Linked DNA regions of Dromaius novaehollandiae: region 1 is linked to region 2. A link is a contact called in public Hi-C data. All regions are on one chromosome and are shown on one strand. Each heading gives the region's core, a stretch centred on a gene start, on an enhancer-like site or on the middle of the called end of the contact. The rest is flanking DNA. Distances are from core to core; before and after follow the strand shown.

The links. A called contact is a pair of places that touch in the nucleus more often than the background predicts.
Region 1: a Hi-C map of liver shows a contact between it and region 2, with 7 times the contacts expected there. The contact joins the promoter of TWIST1 here to the enhancer-like site in region 2. A contact is called at or near these places in 3 of 4 Hi-C or Micro-C datasets (brain, liver and ovary).

What each region holds. Positions count from the first base shown.
Region 1 is chr2:41,348,189-41,351,378 of bDroNov1.hap1, reverse strand. TWIST1 (twist family bHLH transcription factor 1) reads right to left here and starts at 1,756. Exons shown (of 2, transcript XM_026104993.2): 1 at 795-1,756; 2 at 1-187. The coding sequence starts at 1,733. The coding sequence ends at 840.
Region 2 is chr2:41,181,199-41,184,427 of bDroNov1.hap1, reverse strand. No RefSeq gene overlaps it. Among named protein-coding and RNA genes, the nearest start is that of POLR1F, 43 kb to the right of the region's middle. Within about 2 kb of position 1,542, at least 1 of the 2 cell types and tissues checked has open chromatin away from gene starts, as enhancers often do.

The DNA.
Region 1 (3,190 bases), core at 507-3,006, 170 kb before region 2:
TAAGTGCTCCCCACGCCCTGCTTTGAATTTGGATAAAGCTCTTCTAATTTCCAAGAAATCCTTGGTATATTTTTCTAGACAAGAAGCAAAAATGGTATCCAACTTCAGAGTCTCTAGATTGTCCATTTTCTCCTTCTGTGGGAACAATGTCATCTGCAAAAACCCAGAGAGGGCGGAAAGCTTGTTACTGAAATGAAAGACAGATATATCTATACCTCTCTCTCTCTATGGAAACGTATATACCGTGCATGAACGCAGAAAAGGAGGGAGCGTGTGCCTCTGTCGTGCATGCGGTGCAAAGACTACGGGACACCCCAGCTCGACCAGCTAGCGGTATCAGGGCCGAGGGGAAGGGGGCTGCTGGGGCCGTAGGAAATGCACATCGGGAAGCGCGCAGCGGACGTGGATTCACTTCAAAATACTAGCTGCGCTAGGAGCCGTCCCAGCAGCCCGGCAGGCCCCACAGCGCTTGGCGAAAAAGCGCTCTCGGCCGGCCCCGTCCGGCTTCGGGGGCCGCGTCCCCGCCGCGTCCCCGCCGCCCCCTCGCCGCGGCCGGGCCTGCGGCAGCGTCCCGCACCCGCGGCCCGCGGCCCGCCGCGCTCCTCGGGCCCGCCCGGGGCGCAGGTTCCGCGGCCCCGCTCCGCGGCCGGCGCGCACGGCCGGGCCCTGCAGGACAGGCAGGGCCCTCGCTCGCCCCCCGCCCCGAGGCGCCGCGGGGGCGCGGGCCACTCGTGCCCGGCCCACGGCGCCGCCGGCGCCCGCGGCCCTCCCCGCCGAGCCGGGGTCCCGCTTACCTAGGGCTCCTGCCGGGGGGATGCGGGGGGGGGGGACGCCGCCTGCTAGTGGGATGCGGACATGGACCAGGCGCCCTCCATCCTCCACACGGAGAAGGCGTAGCTGAGCCGCTCGTGGGCCACATAGCTGCAGCTTGCCATCTTGGAGTCCAGCTCGTCGCTCTGTAAGACCTGGTAGAGGAAGTCGATGTACCTGGCCGCCAGCTTGAGGGTCTGGATCTTGCTCAGCTTGTCCGAGGGCAGCGTGGGGATGATCTTCCGCAGGGCGGCGAAGGCTTCGTTCAGCGACTGCGTGCGCTGCCGCTCCCGCACGTTGGCCATGACCCGCTGGGTCTGCAGCTCCTCGTAGGACTGGGGGCTGCCGCCGCCGCTGCTGCTGCCGCCGCCCCCGCCGCCCGCGCCCGCCCCGCACTTCTTGCCCCGCTTGCCCTGCGCCGGGCTGCAGGGCTCCTCCGCGGCCCCGACGGCGCCGCCGGCGCTGCGCCGGCTGGAGCGCCGCTTGCGTCCCCCTCTCTTGCCGCTGGGCAGCTGCTGCCGGTCCGGCTCCTCTTCGCTGTTGCTCAAGCTGTCGTCGGCGGGGGAGACTGGCGAGTTTGACTCGTCCTGCTGCATCATCTCTGGGGGGAGACACAAGAAGCGGGCCGGGAGGGGGGGGAGGGCAGGGAGAAGAGGGGGGCACCTAACCCGCCAGCTCCCCCTTGATCGGCTGCTTCGCTGGCCTGCGAGGAGGAGGAGGAGGGAGGGAGGGGGGGAGGACCTCACTTTGGGGGGAGGGGGGACGGCATCAGGATCCAAGAGAAAAAAAAACGCCAACCAAAAAAAAATCCCTCCCGATCCCTCCTTGGAGCCCCTTCGAGGTGTCTGGGATTGGGAGAAAGTTGAAGACTTGGAGGTTCTTATAGCTCCTGCTGGCGGAAAGTTTGGGGGCAGCAGTGTCATTGGCCTGACGTGGAGAGGAGGGACTTTTGCTGAGTTTTATAGGAAAGTTTCCGCTTCCCTCCCTCCACGCCCTCCCCCAATTATTTTTTCAAGCCATTCACAAGTGGTCTAGCCTCCCCCTCCACACACACACTTACATCCTTGCCCCAGACCCTTTCTCCTTTTCCCTCTCCGCGGTTCCTTTTTCGGGCTGCCCCGGTTTGCGCTCCGCTCTGGGCCGGGCGGGGGGGCGCGGGGGGCGGGGCGGCGCGGGGTGGCCGCGCACCCTGCGCACAGCTCCGCGGGGGGAGCGGCCTCTGGCTCTGTGTGCTCGGGGGCGGCTGGCCCTCGGCAGCCGGAGGGCAGCCTGCATCCCTCGGACTTTCCCCGCCGCAGCGGGCACGGCTTTCAGAGGACGGGAGGGAGGAGGGGGGCAGCATCCACCGACATCCCGACTCTCTGCCTCTCCCGCACACGCCGCGCTGCCGCCCCCGGGGCCCCTCGGGGTCCCCCTTTCCGCGGGAGCGCAGCCTTTGCGGGCCGGAGGGGGAGGACGGGGCAGCCTTGCCCAGTCAGGCTGCAGGGGCGCCCTCGTAGAAAGCCGTCTTCAGAGGTGGAAGCAGCGGGAAAACCAAACGCTGGCTTTATACATATGCAGCGGTCCCCGAGCTCCTCTGCAGGGAAACCCAGGAGGACCCGAGTCCCCGCAGTCTCCGACCTGGCAAGCCGGGTGTGCGGAGCCTCCCTGCCTCGCCTCCGGCCGCTGAGCACCCGCTTCAGTTTGCCTCCCCGCAGGCGCCCAGGTCCGGCCCTTCCCGGGAACCCAGCTTACTTGTTTTAAATTCTCTTTTATGTTTGCAGCCAAAGCCATTTTCTCCCCCTCCCCCGCCTTCTTGCCGCCTCTCCCCTCGCTGGCAGCACAGAGCAGGTGCTGAGTCTTTTGAACAACAGCTCAGGCTCAAACGTGGAAAGCCTGGAACAGAAAACCCGGCGTTGCCACCCGCTAACGACTGGGGCGGTGCAGCACGGCGGCTCCCCGCGAGAGGATGGCTCCCCTCCAGCGCCGGCCTGGCAGCGTCTCTTGGGTCGGGCAAAGGGGGCAAGCGCCGGGGCAGCGCAGCCGCTCCCCGAGCCGTGCTGGAGGTGGGAAGACGAAAAGGGCGAGCGAAATCACAGAGAAATGATAACGCTGAGAGGGACAAAACGGGGCTCCTTGAAGAGCACTGCCCTCGGCTCCGGCAGGAAAGGGCCGTCGCTCCCCCCTGAGCGTGGGCTCGCTCGCTGCAGAGAGGCCTCCCGCTGCGGGCGCTGCGAGAGGCCGGGACCCCGAGAGCCGCCGGCCGGGTGAGCCGCTGCCCCGCGGCGGTGGGTGATGCCCGGCCCGGCCCGGCCCGGCTGGCTGGGGACCCGGCTGCTGCCCGCTGCGCCCGTCGGCACAGGGCGGCCGCTGCCTCGCCGCTGAACCGCTGGGCAGCGTG
Region 2 (3,229 bases), core at 293-2,792:
CAGTTCTGAATAGTTCAGTACTTACCCATGAGGTATGTCTAACAGACCAGAGATCACGCTCAGGCTCAGTCCTGTGTGCTGTGCAGTCAGTAAGCACAGTCCTGGCATGATTGCACAGGACAGAGGTCTAGGGCAGCACCTGCCTGAATACACCCAGCATGTTATCACAGGGCCAACCATACTCAGGCCAACTGCCTTTGTAGGCAAGAGGCAGGCAGGAGCTGTCAAATATGATGTTTTTTGAGCAGTATAGCTGCAGCTGCTGAATGCAAGATATATTCAACAGTTCTTGGCAAATTGTACTTTTGGAGCACAGCTGAGAACATTTGGAGTGCATCTGCAAGAACATTTGCTGAAATGCTTACACCTGGATCCTACTGTGTTTGTAAGGGTGACCCCATTAAAAAGACTATGGTCATTGGCTTCTAGTAGCTAGCCCATATAAGAACAGTTAAGGCTTGTGAGAGATCTGTGGTCTCTGTTTTGCCCAAGTATCAGGGAGGAGTAGAGTAAGTTTTATACTACATTCTACCATCCTCATTGATCTCAATGTAGTTTCACATATAACTGGAATAATGTAGCATTAAGAAAGACATTTGAGGTTATGCTAATGGTTGGTGTTAATCACTGTGACTTCCTCATCTCCTTCCATCCTTGCTTTGCTTCTCCTCACACAATTTTCTCTATTACATGATGTTTCAGGGCATTATACAAGACTGTGAATAACAGGGAAGAGAAAAATAGGTCTCTGAGGCTACGCTGCCATACCAGGAGTGCTTCCAAATTGCTAGGTTAGGTACACAAGCTGGTCACAACCCAATTTCATACTAGACATGTGCACGTCAGGCTTCCCCACATCTTAGTTTTCACAGCACACCAGCCCAAGCACACTCTCCAAACAAAAGCCCTTCCCCACTGAGCCTATGCCCAGGCTCCGTGGCCATACCTAGGAGTGCAGCTGGAGCCAAAATGCCAAAGCTTAAGCAACTTGATGCCTGTATGCCATAAAGCTGCTTAACTTTAAATGTACAAATAGTTCAGCTAAAGCTATAAGTTACTCACGTGTTTAAAGTTAAGCATGTGCTTAATTAATTTCCTGGCTAGGGGCCTAAAAGTACAGTAGCTGTTCCCTAAATGCCTTACCTACTGCTGCTCTGTGAACTCCCTGCTCTTTTTAGTGGTCTGGGTCTCCTCTTCCCTAATGCATGAAACCAAAACATCCACCGCTGCAGCCAGGTAACCCACATTACCATAAAGTGACTAACAGCTGCCAAGGAGCTGGCTATCAGGAGGACATTTAACCATGTGTGACCTGAACTGGGACATCTAAAGGATCTCTTTATTGCTGTAGAAATGATAAATTTCGTTGACACATCTCCCAGCCCCTGCCCTCCACTGTGAGTACTTCTCAATTCATGCTAATGTCTTCGTTCCAAGGATTTTCCCATCTTCTTTTTCTTTTAATGGACTACTTTGCTGTAGCAAAAGATTCATTGCCTGATTAGAGCCACTCTCTCTAAGAAGGAAAAACAGTTCCCTCTAGCCACCAGGTTTTGTAACAACACCTATGCTGCCTCCACGCAGCACGTTTCTTTAAATGTGGGTTTATGTTTACGTAGCAGTAAAACTGTAATCTGAACATCAGTGACAAGTCTACTGAATAGTTATTAAGCTTCTATATTATTATATTGGTTTTTCAGTGGGAAGGAAAAACAAATGTATCTGGGAGCAGAAAGAATGCCAACCTGAGACAAAAAAATATCAGCCATAATAATAAGCTGAAAATGTTTGGAATAATTTGGGATAAAACACTCATTCAAAAATATTTTCCAGTTTTTGGAGAAAAGCCAATATAGTCAAATAGGTCTGGGAAAAAATATCCTGAGATCAGAACAAGAAATAATTAGCTTCAACAGAATTCAAAGAATCCTCATTTCAATTCCCCAAATAGAGCCAGGAATTGAAAATATTTTGATTTCATTTCTATTTGTTTTATGTGTATCCCAATGTACTAACTTTTGGTGTTAAGTCTTGCTTAAAATCACCTTTATCAGACTTATTCAGTAATCAATGCACTCCTTAGTAGCAGTAATAAGCCCACTTTGAGAGTTAGGAACAAACTAGAAAAAGTAGATCAACATTCCACGTAAAAATGATGCTGAAATATGTGTAAGTTCTGCCAAACCAATATAGCTATAAAAAATCTCTATCAAGTGGTTGAAGCAGACATGGTGTAGACACCTCACAAACAAACCAGTGACCATGTTCAAACACCACTCAGCTAAAGACTCTATCCATAAACCACTATCCAAGAATATAGAGGAAATGAGGGTGGAATAAGTGATATCAATATGGGAGTGTGGGAGGTAGAACAGAGGGAAAAAAATACATTTAATGTAATTTTGAAACAATAACAAGGAACAAAATACCAAAGTGAAGTGAAAACTAGAATAATAAACAAAGTGAAGTAAGTGATCATTAAAAAACATCAATGTGAGAGTCTGAGCAAGGACTAGAGAGGAAAAACAGAAATTATTGCTGAAATAAGGACAGAAAAGCACAAGAGAAATCAAATCTGACATTAATTGTAGGATTGCATAGGACTTTTTGTAACTACGGAAAGATACTGTGCTGTGGGTTGCATATTGCTTTCAATATTTGTCTGATGTTTTTGAAAGTTAAGTACTGTTTTATTATATCATATGATTAAACCAAAGAAGTGAATGTGAGAAAGGAGAATTAACTGTCTGGACAGTGGAAAATATGCATCAGTATTTGTCATCATGTTGGTCTAATATCCATTTTCCATAGGAACTAGACTTTCATTAAAGAATAACAAAAACTCCGCATCAGTTTTAACCTCTGCTAGAAACTCCATGCAGATGGTGCTGCTCAAAGATGCCTTGAAGCTCTCTATCTGCCCTCCTATTCTTGTCAAACATTCTCCCCAGGCACAGTTGCCCAGTTTGGAAGACCCTGACAGATCTTCCAGATAATGATGGTTTTTCATTAAGATTTTGCTTCTGAGAGGTTTGCGTTTTATGCAACAGTGATCTTGTTAGTCGAAGAGAAAATTCTCATAGAAAATGCTGAGTGGTGCCACATCACTGTCACAGGGTGCTCCAGCACCCAGGTCCTCTAGAGCTCTTTGAGGAGAAATCACTTCTGCTGTGGGTGAGATGCAGCCAGTTCTAAGGTGAAATATAGCAGCTGTTTAACAGTGACACTT